3 separate regions of the Zea mays genome follow, and regions 1 and 2 are each linked to region 3. Evidence: chromatin contacts called from public Hi-C data. All regions are on one chromosome and are shown on one strand. The core of a region is the stretch at or near the end of the contact, and the rest is flanking DNA. Distances in the headings are between cores, read along the strand shown. Region 1 holds the start of LOC100284845 (F-box domain containing protein). Region 2 holds the start of LOC100217233 (ERAD-associated E3 ubiquitin-protein ligase HRD1A). Region 3 holds the start of LOC100278192.

The links. Hi-C and Micro-C count contacts between places; a contact is called where the count stands out from the background.
Region 1: a contact with region 3 is called in a Hi-C map of bundle sheath, with 6 times the contacts expected there. The contact joins the promoter of LOC100284845 here to the promoter of LOC100278192 in region 3. A contact is called at or near these places in 2 of 25 Hi-C or Micro-C datasets (bundle sheath and leaf).
Region 2: a contact with region 3 is called in a Hi-C map of ear, with 2.1 times the contacts expected there. The contact joins the promoter of LOC100217233 here to the promoter of LOC100278192 in region 3. A contact is called at or near these places in 2 of 25 Hi-C or Micro-C datasets (bundle sheath and ear).

Annotation. Positions count from the first base shown.
Region 1 is chr2:147,300,010-147,304,757 of Zm-B73-REFERENCE-NAM-5.0, reverse strand. LOC100284845 (F-box domain containing protein) reads right to left here and starts at 1,971. Exons shown (of 1, transcript NM_001157740.2): 1 at 216-1,971. The coding sequence starts at 1,811. The coding sequence ends at 855. It overlaps LOC100279265 (Dcp1-like decapping family), which reads left to right. Exons shown (of 8, transcript NM_001152286.1): 7 at 1-211; 8 at 302-671. The coding sequence ends at 355.
Region 2 is chr2:147,477,189-147,482,103 of Zm-B73-REFERENCE-NAM-5.0, reverse strand. It overlaps LOC100217233 (ERAD-associated E3 ubiquitin-protein ligase HRD1A), which reads left to right and starts at 3,347. Exons shown (of 8, transcript NM_001143588.1): 1 at 3,347-3,451; 2 at 3,728-4,328. The coding sequence starts at 3,796. It overlaps LOC100304408 (rRNA N-glycosidase), which reads left to right. Exons shown (of 2, transcript NM_001165844.1): 2 at 1-202. The coding sequence ends at 75.
Region 3 is chr2:147,766,686-147,771,102 of Zm-B73-REFERENCE-NAM-5.0, reverse strand. LOC100278192 reads right to left here and starts at 2,483. Exons shown (of 1, transcript NM_001367309.1): 1 at 1,645-2,483. The coding sequence starts at 2,296. The coding sequence ends at 1,952.

The sequences.
Region 1 (4,748 bases), core at 722-3,221, 470 kb after region 3:
TCCACTGGCTCCGCCGGGTGCATCTGTGGTTCCTACTGCGCCACCTCTTCATCCCACTTCGGCGGCATCTATTCAACGTTCTCAGTATGGCACCCCACTGCTCCAGCCCTTTCCACCGCCCACTCCACCTCCTTCCCTTAACCCCTCACACAGTGATAGACTTACTGTTACAAGGGATAGAGTCAAAGACGCTCTACAGAGACTTGTTCAGGTAAAAATTGTCCACACTGAAAACATACAGGGTACAACTGTTTTGGATCGGTATCATCATTTTCTCTAACTCTCACCAAATGCCTGACAGAGCGACGAGTTCGTTGATCTGGTGTGCCGGGAATTGCAGAGATCACTTGTATAGGCTGCTTGCTTAGTCTTGTCGGGAGTTTTCTGGCTCGTGGCAAGAATGTGCCTGTAATTTTCCTTTGACTTTTTTGCATGCTTCCCTTCCCGTACTATTGTATAGGTTTGTGTTAGTGTATTGGTGTAGAGTACTATAGGAATGGTTGGTAGTATCTGTGGGGTCCCTTGGTTCCAAATATCCGTGTTGGCAGTGTGAGAAGCGGAAGTAAAACTAGCCTGTTCAAGAACGTTGGAATTTGATGTGCTTTGGCGTGGACAAATTACAGCACTGAGATTCTAGAAGTTTTTTTTTAATTCTTATTAACTTCGCTTTCTGGAAAAGGAGAAAAAAAGAGAGATATGATGCTGACTTTCCCTGTTGTTTGACAGGCGACCGTATAACCTACAACCCAATCATATTCACATTCCCTGAACTACACTGTACATGTCAACGGCACTCTCTAGTGGTTGTGGTGTTCGCGATGCCCGAATGCCCGGGCGGGCCGAATCGGACGAGTTCACCGGAACGTGAGCATGACCAGGAAGCCGAGGAAGGCGGCGGCGCCGACGCCAGAGCAGCAGAGATCAAGGATGCCCTCGCGCCTGGCCTTCGACTCCTTGCGCGCCCTTTTCCCCCTGACGAACTCCTCGTACCTGAGCCTGGCCACGTCCTCCGCCGCGCCGCGGCACCCCCGCCTGGGCGCGGCCATGGCGGCGGCGACGGCGGCCAGCCCGTCCCTGCCGCTGACGCCGGCGCCGTCGGCGTCCTCGACGCGCAGGCTGACCTCCCGGACGTGGCCGCGGCGCTCGTCGCACGTGACGGCGGCGTCGAGCGCGACGCCGCCGCCGAGCACGACGGCGAAGCGCGCCACGGTGTCCCCCGTGAGCCACTTGCGGTCGACGGCCACGGCGCGGCGGCTGGACGCGTTGAGCGCGCGGCCGGTGGCCGGGTCGAAGAGGACCCAGCTGAGCTCGAGGTCGGCCGGCGCGATCGCCGCGGCGGCCGGCGACGTGAAGCCCTCCTGCAGCAGCGCGTCGACGCGGAACGGCGCGCCCAGGAACCAGTCGGAGGCGGCGTCCGTCTCCACGACGCGCGACAGGACGCAGACCCCCGCGTGGCGCAGGTCGACGGCCGACACGAGGCGCGCGGGCAGGGGCTGCGGCGGCGTGGGAGGGGAGACCGAGCACGGGAAGGGGAAGGCGTCGGCGAAGAGCGCCCGGTGACCGCCGTCGACGCGGCCTGTGCAGGGCAGGTCGCGGACGGAGGGCCACATGGCGAAGCAGAGCGCCCGCCACGTGGCCGGGTCGGTGGCGAGGCTGCGGAGGCCGGAGCTCGCGCAGCCGACCGCCGCCAGCGACGCGCCATCCAGGCGGCGGAGCACGAGGGCGAGGACGTCCGCCGGGAGGTCCTCGATGCCCGTGCCGCCGACGTCGTCGCCGGCCGGAGAAGAGGCTTCCATCGCCCCAACACCCATGGGATGAGACGAACGATGGCCGGTGGGCGGCCGACCGGGAGACAGTAGGAGCGAGGCCGGAGAACGTGGATAGGAAAGGGGTTGTGGTGGTGGTTGCGCGGGCGCGCACGCGCGTTTCTGATGGCCTCCGGCGTCGGAGGAGGGAGGGCAGCAAGGATTTGGCTAGCTACTGGCTTGTTCGTTGGTTTATAAATGGGTATCTAGGGGGAGGGCGAGAAAGCGAGGTGTTTCTGTGCCTGTGCCCTGTGATGTGAGTGCATGCCTCGACCCACCGGTAGCAGCTGCATGGGGACGCGGCAGAGAGAGCTGACGAGAAGCCACGGCGCAGTGCATCGTGCAGGTGAAGGCAGGCGTCTAGTAGCTCGCTCTCGCTCTCGCGGTGGCCTTTGCGTTCCAGGAAAGCAAGCTCCGCGAAAAGTCCGCTACGACGGGTTTTCTTTCCGTTTTGTTTATGACACAGGACGAACTGAAGCTTCTCTTGTCTGACGATGGCGACAGCGACGGCTCCCGCCCACCATCTCACCGCGCCCGTCGTCGTTGTCGCGGGCGCGTGGGCCACGGCGAGCGTCGACCGCGGCCAATGTACGGCGCGCGCCTTTGACCGGCCGACGTGTAAATTGGGGTTGAGGGCTGACCGGCTGAGGTGGATGACGAAGCCTTCCTTCCTTCCTGCCTGCCTGCCTAGCCTACTAGTGGTACCACGTCGTGCAGTGAACCAACCAACCAACCGTGCGCGCGGTGGCCGGTGGTCTCCGGTCTGCCCGTCACGTACTCCTAACGTAACATGAGAACAGAAAGGCAAAAGCTTGTAGGTGCACGCAGCCATTGCGGGCGGCTCGGGCGTCGCCCTCTGCTACAGAAGGGTGCATTGGCGGATGCAGGGCAAGGAAGGGATCGGATTGCTCCGACCCGCCGCCCGTGAACGGCCGACCTGCCGCGGTCGAGTTTGGGATTTGGCATGTGCGTGTTTATGAGCAGCAAAGCAGTACATGAACATGCTTATTTGGTCCCCGTTCTGCCATTAATGAACAATTTTTATGGTCAGTATTGGGTTTCGTCTTTCGAATGTCTAAAAAACATAAGTTAACCATTATTTTTCGATACATCTCTAAGTATCACATGTGCTTCGGCAGTATCATCTTCAGCGGTACCCACCTTCGGAATAAATTAAGAAAATGATAAAGGCATTAGCTTTGTCATGATAATACATGAAGACGATGACAGAAGTCAAACAAGGCTGAAAGAAGGTGTTCACAAGATTTTGTTGTCAAGATGATAAAAATAGAAGTCAATACTACCCTTGTGTCGTTTGTATATCATATATACAAGTTTTGTGGACATAATTGTAATTTCACACGAAGTTGTACCTCTCCCCTATAAATGGATGAACAGTATCATGTATAGGGCACCTTTTTTTTGGAGAAAATAGAAGGAAAAGAACTCTCCCTTGTTCAGTTTCTAAGATTTACTTCGAGCTCTCATTTGTGTGAAACCGAAGGTATGCTAGTAAACGTTTATCATTTTATAAGGAATGATATTTGAGACGGATACACAGATAAGTCAAATTTATCTTTTATTATTCACACTTTCTATTACGATTAAAAGATGCACAAGTCTTCTGTTTGTTATTTCCTTCCTCCATATAACCTTCAGATCAAAGTTAAATGAAGGAAAGAACATGTAATGTGTTAACTCATGTCTTTGGCATTCCGAAGTGTCCATCACCATCTTTGTCCTAAAGCTATTATCCCGAAGAGATAATACTTTAAGGACGAAGATCCCTACTGTTTAACACTGTGTTGCCTTGTTTTTGGTTCTATACAACAATCAAAAGCAAGTGACCAATAGTCAGTTTGGTTAGGGAGCGAGGTGGGATATATTCATTCCATTCTACGTTTGGTTAGAGAACGAACAGAGCTGTCGAAGTGAAGCAACTCTAAAGGTTAGTTTGGAAACTTACATTCCCTCTGGATCATTTTCTCACTCAATCACCAGGAATCCTGGAGGGGAATTTAAGTTTCCAAACTAGCCCTAAATTAGGAATATTTCTATCAGATTCATGACAAGATCGCTCCAAAAAATAGGTGGGTCTAAACAGAAAATGGACGGATTCCACTCTGCTCTCGAAATCTGAAATGGAGCCACTGCGCTCTTGAAATAAAAAATGGAACCGCACCACTCTCGTAGAGAAAACTGACCTTTTCACCATAGTTTCATTAGGATTTGCATTATGGATCAAACTATAGAATTGAGTTAGAGATCAAACAAAAGTGCTAGAAACATAGTATGACACATATGCAACTTATCTAAGCAATCAAACCTTATGGTTTTACCCTTTTACCGAAAGTAGCACTTTCTAGCCTCCAGTTCAGTTCTTTAGGACTTAAGAACCTTCAAATTGCCTTCAAGTAGACCTGTGCTCATACTCATATCAAACTAGTTAGTCCATCGTGGTGTATTGGACACTTAATCACCAAAATAGGTAGAAATGGCTATATAACATATTTCCCTTTCAATGCGGAGCACCCTCGTCTACTGCGATAACATCAGCACCATCTACCTCTATAGCAACCCCATCCAACATCCGCTAATGAAGCATGTGGAGATTGATCTCCACTTCATTCGAGAGAAGGTCGCCATCGGTCATGTCCATGCCCTCCATATCCCAATGACATCACAGTTCATGAACATCTTCATGAAGGGCCTCCCCTCTACGGTGTTTTTGGAGTTTCAGTCCAGTCTCAACATCTGTTGTGGCTAGAGCTTCGACTACAGGGGTGTTAGAATTTGATGTATATGTATTAAGGTGGGCTGGGACATCTTTCTGCGTAAGGTCCTATGGTCGCGCCTGGCACCTAGTGTTGCCGCATCTCCCTCTTAGCCAACACTTAGGTTTCTCCCTGGGGGCTGCTGCCCCTATATATGTAACCCCTTTTG
Region 2 (4,915 bases), core at 2,098-4,597, 290 kb after region 3:
AGCCCCTTTGGGGTGGTCCGGAAGATGATCGGCGGCGGCGACGTCGAGGTGTCCGTCACCTGGTCACTCAACTAGCTAGGTCCCTACTGCTTTTAAATGTCTGGATAATAAATCGGGATGTCATGACCGGTATTTCCTTTTTCATCTTGTTGCTTGCTTGTCTGTTCATCTATGTAATAATAAATTAATAATTGATCCATCCATATTACTCCTAAATTAAGCCAACCCAAGCATACCGACTACTACTATACAGTAATTAGCATGCTTCAACTGTCTTCAGTTTGTAACTTAAGGTCCCGTTTGGATCCTAAGAATTAAATTTCATTCTAATAATCATAATTTAGACATAGATTAATTAAGTTCATATGTTTTTATACAAAATATATTCGTATACTACTATTGAACATATGGAGGAAATATTTATATGCTACATTTTTTATTAAGGAGAGTGTGATGAAAAGTGTGTTATAATTTGCATAGTAGAAACATATACTAGTAATACATAAAATTAATTTTCACTCCTCATCCTATAAAAATGGGATAGAGTTATATCTAAACTTTAGAAAGTGGTGGAATGTAAAATTCCAAATCAAATAATCTACTCTATTAAATAAATTCCAATTCCTTCAAAATGAAGGGATCTAAACGACCCCTTAGGAATTATTATATTATTTTATCATTAGATATGTGCGAACACAAGGTTTATACGAACCCTTGTGGTTCGAGTTTGTGATGATTGATTGTTAATGGAGTAATGTTTTAGGTTGAGTCGTGCGGACTAATAGGAAAATGGGTGTGTATATGTAGCGTGTCTTTTGACTTGTGGTGCATATGTGGAATCTGGAGTGGTCGACGAAGAAGGTAAATATCATGTGGATTCGTGTAAAAACACCGTGAGTGGTGAAGGACGAGTGTGGAATCTGGAGTGGTCGACGACCACACCAATGTAATTATACTCATAGTTAATTTGGGGTTGAGAACGTGTCTAAGGTCGTACCTCACAGTCCCTTGCGTTAAACCAGCTGATGGGGTGCCACTGACCCCCCTTTGGTCGCATGTCGAACCAGAGGGCCGATAGAGGGTCGAGTAAGGAAGGATTGTATGAGATTCACCCAACGGGGCGAGCCCCCAAGTGGGACCACTAGCCATACCAAACCCTACCTGAGGGCGGTCAGATCTCACTTGGATAACCCATTAGCAGCTCGACGACCTCCCTCTCCACGCGCGACTAGGTCGGTGATGGACGAACCTCCCCCAAAAGACTAGAAATCTCTCTGGGGAGAGATGCGTGCAAAAAAACTACCAAACAACCGAGCCCAAACGCGTCATCGACATCCACTAAGCACATTATCAGACATAAAACCGAGCCAACCATCGCAAAAGAGGGTCCGCCCAAAGCCGCGAAAACGCCACACTCGTGAAATACCCCCCTAAGCAATCCTCACATATTACTCGGGGGGAGGGCTACATCTAGCAAACGCGCTTGCGCGCATCAAAAATCCTGATTCCCAACAAGAAAGCCTTTGAGCAACTCCAAAGAGTTGCTCAAAAGCTCGGGTGCTGCTAACGGGTCTCAGGAACGAGGTATCCAAAGTAGATCCATTACTTATGGTGGCCCAACTAGGCAAGAAGCCACGAGAGTAAGACCAGCCAAGTCCCGCCGAGTTACCAGGCGAGGTGAACGGACCGACCAAGTCCCACCATGGAAGTGGGCGAGGCGGACGGACCAACCATGCCTCGCTGAGCAACTGGATGAGGTGGGCGTCCCTACCAACTCCCACCGAGCAACTACGTGAGGGGGGTGATTCGATCAAAGCTTGCGCAAGCAACTGGGCTAGGTGGGGGCATAAGGGCCTGTGGCGAGGGCTGGTACATCCGTGGGTTCCAGTTACACGACCCTCTGCCACATGGCGGGTAGGCGCACACCTACACCCGCTTAACGTGAAAACGAGGCAAACAATGTTGACCCACGCCAGCCACGATAAGGCATGTCGCCACTAAATACCGTCTTGGCTGATGCCACGGCACGGCGGGGAGGCGTTAGAGTCCCTGTCAATAGGATGAGACATGATCACGTATGACCCTTAACGCTCCCGACACTATAACGTGGGACCGAGCAGAGCCCATTATGAGTGTTGTATATTTATCAGACACCCATTATCCAGATATGGCGCGAGTGAGATAGGGAACAACTAGACAGTGTTGTATATTTGAGACACATTTAGTCATGTCCTATATTTTTGATATTTGTTTTAAATAAGGTGGTCGTTGGAGTGCTCTTTTTAACCTTTTGCCTTATAATTTAATTTAATACGCTATTTTAAGTCACTCTTAGAGTTGCTCTAAGGTCACGTTTGGGACCAAGGGTAATGGAGAGGATTTAGAAGATCAAAATCTTTTACTAATAAGACTTGAATGGTAATAGATTTTGGTCCCCTCAATCCTTTCTACTACTCTTACTATCAAACAAGCCCTAAAGACGTTCGGAGTCCTTTTATGCCAAATGACTGTTTCACCTCAAGGGCTCTCTTAGGTAGTGTTTGGTTGAAGAGCCAAGTAGAACGGAGCCGTTCTGTCCCAGTTTTGTTGTTGTTTGGTTACAAAGTAACTAGAACGGAATGACTCCAATTAGGAAATATTCTCCTCAGACCCGGAACCATCCCGCTCCAAAAAATCAACCGGACGGAGCCGCTCCGTTTCCAGCCCGCTCGCATCACGCTCCGTTCCGTTCACTATCTAACCAAACAAAAAACAGAGCCGCTCTGTTCCAGATTACCAAACACAGAACAAAGCGGCTCCGTTCCTAGAATCAGGGATGAAACGACTCCGTTCTACTTGACTCCTCAACCAAACACTATCTTAAATCGTATTCTCACCAAAGATACGTGGAGAATGAAACCAAATAACTACGTGTAAAGTTATTTTACCAAATAATTTATCAAAACAACTTAGCTCTATCGATAGAGCTATTTTATAAAGGTAAAGCCCACCACCAGCAGCAGCAAGAGAAAAACGGAAGGGAGGGGGGGGGCTGATTGAATTCGATGTCCGCCTGCGTCTACCCTGCTTCAGAAAAAAATAGTATTTCTAAACAATAAATACTTGAATAAAACTCTATCAGAAGAAAAGACAAAGGTCAGAAGCTGATCTCAAATTTCTTCATATCGGTACGACAAGTTCAATTGTTCAGACAAAGCGCGAAGGATCTGTTTCGGACCAATGGGCCTAGAGCCCCTAGACAGGCAGTTTCCATGCCTGCTCCAGGCCCAGGCAAAACAGCACCGGACTGCGGCTCCACCATTGCCGTTCCTGTTTCTTCGAATTCTTCTCCCGTTCAGGCGTCCATCCCTCTTTTCTCTCGTGGCGACGAAGACGACCGACGCCGACGCTGACGCCCTACGCCAGGTGCCAGGTTCCGTCGGGTCCTTCGCCGGCGAAGAGCATCCACCAGGTATACCGTATGCCCACCCCTTCTCGTACTGTTCGAAACGGAGCTTCCAAACCCTAACTTAAGCTATTTGGCTATGAGTATCCGGATCTGAGTGTACATGTATGCCTGTTTAATGTCTACCACTCTCTCTCTCTCTCTCTCTCTCTCTCTCCAAATATATTATCGCCCATGTCCGTGACTGGCTCTGCCCCCTTTGCTTGGATTAGCTGGCTGACTTCTGAGATTTGTTTCCCTGTATATCGCGCCTGGTAATTTTGGATCATTCGTTTCTTCTAGGCGACCCAGTGCTGTTCTGGTGCGGTTTCATTGCGGAAGTTTTGTTGTGGGATTTTCCGGTGGCGAAGATGATCCGACTACCCATGTACGCGGCGTTCAGCCTGCTGGCGACGGCTTCGGCGGCGTACTACGCGTTCAGCAGCCGGGAGCAGTTCTACCCGGCGATGGTGTACCTCTCCACCTCCAAGATCTGCTTCGTGCTGCTCCTCAACACGGGCCTGGTTGCCATGTGCGTCGCCTGGCAGCTCGCCAGGCGTCTCTTCCTCGGCTCCCTCCGGGAGGCCGAGGTCGAGCGCCTCAACGAGCAGTCCTGGCGGGAGGTCATCGAGATTCTCTTCGCCGTCACCATCTTCCGGCAGGACTTCTCGGTGTCCTTCCTTGCCATGGTCGCTGCACTGCTTCTTGTTAAGGCACTGCACTGGCTCGCGCAGAAGAGGGTCGAGTACATCGAGACCACACCCTCCGTGCCCTTGCTCTCGCACATCAGGATTGTATCCTTCATGGTTTTCCTGCTCACGGTCGATTGCCTCTTCCTGTCAAACTCACTCAGGTCACTCATACAGAAGCGGGAGGCGTCTGTTGCCATCTTCTTCTCCTTTGAGTAAGCTCAGTTTTCGTTTCTTTAATTTTGCCTAAATGCCTTTTTTTATGTGCATGGAAATTCCTGAGATGTATCTATGCTTTCTGTTTTCACTTTATCACTGTATCAATATGACACGCTACAATATTCGATCCTCTTTCGCAACAATATTAGAGTAGGTGTAGAGATCGATTAAAATGAGTGAACTCTTTCAAATGGCATTTCCCAATATGATGGACAACAAATTGCAAAACTAAGTACTATATGTTAGGTCTATATATCAAGCGAGTGTCTTTTTGTAGTTGCACTGTACCATGCCTGCAAGGCTACCACAAAGATCTTAATTCTTCAGTAACACGACCTCTTTCCATTTTGTGTATCGTCCTTTGCAGTTTGCACTGCCCTATACCATATGAATAATGCCAGATTTGCAGTTATTGTTCTTTTTTTGTTTGCTTGATGTGTATATGCTAAGCCATGAATATATCTTAATTTCACTACCTCAATATTCTCAATCTTGCTAATCAGTTCATCTATATGTTGTTGTTGCTATATTATGAAATGTTAGGCTATGAGCTTGTGCAGTTGTCTGTTTAGGTTTGAGCAAT
Region 3 (4,417 bases), core at 1,234-3,733:
TAGACTAATCTTTAGTCCCTAGAACCAAACACCCCCTTGGTGCAGCAGTTGTTGAAACCTCGTTATTGCCTGATTTGTAGTAGCTATATAAATCTCGGACCCGTTTCTTTGCGTACAACAAAAATCTTGGGATCTGTTTTACTGCTTGCGCCCTCGCGGTAGTTAAGCACGAACGAGAGATCATGTGGAAAAATATGTTGTTTTCCCACATAATCGTAAAAACATAACATTCAATGTCGTGATTTTATAGAGAATCAAACAAAATGTATAAGATATATCTATGTGTGTCGTAAAATAGTCTTAATTAGATCATAATTTCAAGAAACGAGTATATGATACCGAGTTAATTATAGCATAAAAAATTTGTATATGTTAGCATAAATACCTACTCTGAATAGCGTAAAATCCTCAGTTTTGACTGTAAAAATCCTCAAGTTTGAGCATCAAAAGTGTTAGATATAACATAAATGTTGACTCACTTCCTACCAATAGCCCCCCACGTCCATACTGCCACCATAAAATCAAGAATTTGATTAGGTGAGTTGATTAGGAAAATTGATTTTTTTGAGTCACGAGCACCATAAATCAATGTATTCTCTTTTCACTATGCACTTAAAAAAATGGCATGCAGTAGACTGGTGGATATACTTCAGGTTCGAGCGTAAAAATCTTCAGTTTTAAACGTAAAAATCCTTATCTTGAATGTAAATAACGAGCTAACGTGAGAGACGTTACTAACTCTGATGTGTTGTATTAATGATCGTAAAAATTTTCAAGATTGAGCACAAATATTGTTAGATATAGTGTAAATGTTGATTCACTCCCAACCAAGTGCCTCCACGTCTGATACGGCCACCATAAATCAAGGGATTCTATTTTTATTTGGACACGCTGGAAATATGGCATGTAGGACACTAATGGGTGCACCATTAAATGATGTATTATTTTAATTTTAGGTTACTATTTGGAGTCACGTCTTTGGAGATTGAGGGCGTAGAGGCGTCCTGGGCTCATGGCGGTGGAGGCTGCCTAGGTGATCGTTGGGCTTGGGTGGGCTAGATGGGTTGGTATGGACAATCGCCACATGAGACTAGGAGACTGAGAGTGGCTACGTATGCGGGCCTAAACTAGCCTTTAGGGCCCAGTATGAGCGCGTGTGGCACCTATGGCGACGGTGATACTTGGTCGTAAAATTACGACAGGGCCTCGTCAGCTCTAGCTGTGTGCTCATCCCGGCCCAACTTCCCATCGATCAGTATTTGAACTGAAAATTGCTGCCGTTTTTGTCATTGCATTGATTTCCAGCTAGGCTAGAGGCGCGCACCACCAACCACTGCGGAGTCTCTTTCAGTGATGCGATCGAGTGGACGTGGTTGTGGTGATCATGGCAAGCACAGACCTTGGTGGCGAACCAAGTATCTTCAGTATTGAAAGCCATGAACTAATATACGGTTCTCGGGTCCGATTTTCTTATGAATTCAATCATTCTTTTCTAAAATACAATAAAACTCTCGCCGTCTTAAAGATAGGACTGAGAATTAGTAAACACCAAATATATAAGAAGCAGCTTATATATATATATGGATCCCTTGGGATTGTAACTGTGATGACTGAATCACTGATTAGGACACATAGTATATAGTATACATGCATAAAGGACTTGCTTGATTTCCAGGATCATCTTTACCTCTTCTTTACAAGCACACGTAGGCAGCAAGAAAAGATGAAGAGAATCCCTATCTCAAAACTCCTACCAATACTATCTTTCTCTCTATATATATGTGTATATAATGTTATACCCAGCACACACATGTTTTGCTTACGCTTATTCCCAAAAAGTATCTTGTGTACTCCAGTGTAGTGTAGGCACGACCGTCACTGATCCAGTGACTTCCACAAGCTAGAGCTAGACATCTGAACGACCGATGCCAGGCGCTGTCGTACGTGCATGCTAGAGATCGCTGCCTTCCGGTATGCTCTCGAGCGCCGGCCGCCACCCTCCGCAGCAGACCTCCTCCAGTTCTCGATTGCGCAGCACGAGAGACGACACCACGTCGTCCAGCGACACGCCCTCCCTGTCGAGCATCTTCTTCAGCTCCTGCTTGCTGATCACCAGCTTCACCCTGACGACGGCAGCGGCGCCAGCTGCAGCAGCGTCGGCGTCGACGATGACATCGTCGGCCGCCTTACTCAAGCTGCCCGGCGGGGATGGCATCTTGAGGACCTCGCCGCCGCCGCCGCCCATGCTCATGATCTTGATCTCCTTCCTGTCTTGAATCACCAGGCAGTTTCCCATGATGATGGCAGGCAAGCTAGCTGGTCAAAGAGGTAGCTGCAAAGGAGCTACACACACGCAAGACCTATAGAGAATTGTGGCAAGAGTTCTGAAGCTCTCTCTAGCTGTTCTTGTAAGTTGGAAAGAACAAGATCACAAGTGTTTTTTTCTTTCTTTCACAATTGTGTGTGCACGCTAGTGGTGTAGGGGGTTGCACTTGCACGCAGTGGTGGATTGTTATATAGTATACGCACTAGTATATTTTTTAGTTTAAATGGAATATAATGCTCTATGAAAATCTGACACAAAGGTCCAAGTGCATATTGCATGAATGCCACCGGCCGGCCGACCAGTGGATGTTGCTTCGTGTATGGTAAAGCTAGCTATGATGGCTAGCCCACTCTCTCGAGAACTTTTGTTCCTCGCTGTGTTCTTGACTTGGTGTTGACACGCTTTGTGTCAGGTCGATCGATCAATAAAATGCTGTGTGGCGCGTGTGCCCGGTGCATTCACACACATAAATTGTCTATTTTTTTTATAAAACCTCGCAGAAATTATGTAATTCTTTACAAGAATAGAGGACAGACACGTACGTACCAGGCAAAGTGGCAGAAACACAAGACTGGAATATATATTGATCTTCTCCTTTACTGGCAAAGCTTGGAATGAAGTCAATAGGGCCATAGATAACACATCGATATATATGGGTTTGGTTAAATTCAGTAGTTGCCTATTTTCAAAGTCTAAACCACTACTGATATAATGTAACCCGTTAACCTTTGTATACACTCCTAATCACGCCTTTGCGATGATGAAAATAGTCTAAAATAACCTAGGAACGTACTGTATCTAAAACATACATAACTACTATTTACGAGGAAAAAAATAAAAAGATGTAGTTAATACCTAACCGGCGCCTAGATTTCCTACATTTACCGTTATAAAAATACCCTTAGGTACTCCTGGAATGCTTATCAGGCCCTTCTCAATGAAAGATTTCATATTTATGTTTCCTAAGTGCCACATCATCATGGAACGAATGCAACCATGCATGTATGAGACTTTTCATTGTCAGTGGACAGTTTCATTTGGTGTGGTTTCATCGGCAATATGCAAGACACAACATGTCTAGCTAGGTAACCGTGTATGCCTAGTTTCATTCCCATGAAACTCATTTTATCTCTCTCATAATAAATAGGCTACCATGTCACCAGATTTGATGATGTGTCACTGTATTTAACGAGAATGAAAATGATAATGGCCTAAATTGCCCACATTTATTGTCTGCTAATATAGGAGAAAGTAATTGATGTACGTTTTATATTCATGATATGTCACAGTATAAACTATGTATAATATATTTATTAAGAAGAGATGAGTTCCAGTTTCAACTAACACATCAGTGCTCTTTGGAAAATGCCAACATGGCTACCCCCCACTAAATGTGCTATCTAGAATTTGGAAGGACAGACGTCGGCACTATCAAGAACATGCTAAGGTAAGGGTGATGTCACAAAACATTAGGATGCAGGCGGGCCCCCATCCATGTTTGGTGTCTCTGCTAGCTTTTGGCAAGTGGCGGAGGTAAAGCGTCACTCGCCTCTCGCCAAATCTGTATCTGAAAACGAAATGAAATGCTGGTATGCGTGTGTGCGGGGGACAGACCGAAAACGATTTCAAGGACTAGTTGGATAACCTTATTTGTAAGGATTTTTATTTTTTTAGGAAAATTAGTTTATTTTTTTTTAAAAAAAATAGAAATTACTTAGAAAAATAGAGTTACCAAGCTAGTCTTAAACATGACGTATACAGTACGGTCATTTTCACCGGTGAAATGTTTTTTTAGTTGTCTTTGCTTTCAAAAAATAGTTTTAGCGATAGAGCTAAATGTATTGTTATAAACTTTCGGTAAAACCGCTTTTATGGAAAGATAGTAAAAAGAAAACTGAGAAAAGCTACTGTTTTTAACTTCACCTTGGTTTGTACTATAAAAGAGGTGAGAGCAATTTTTAAAGATGTATTGAAAGAATCTATTAAGTAAAAAAAGGACGAAATCTTTGATATATAGTGGCAACAGCCCACTATGATCGAATCGCACGGAATTGGTGGCTTTAATTTTGCAGTCCCCTGCAAGACCGGGCA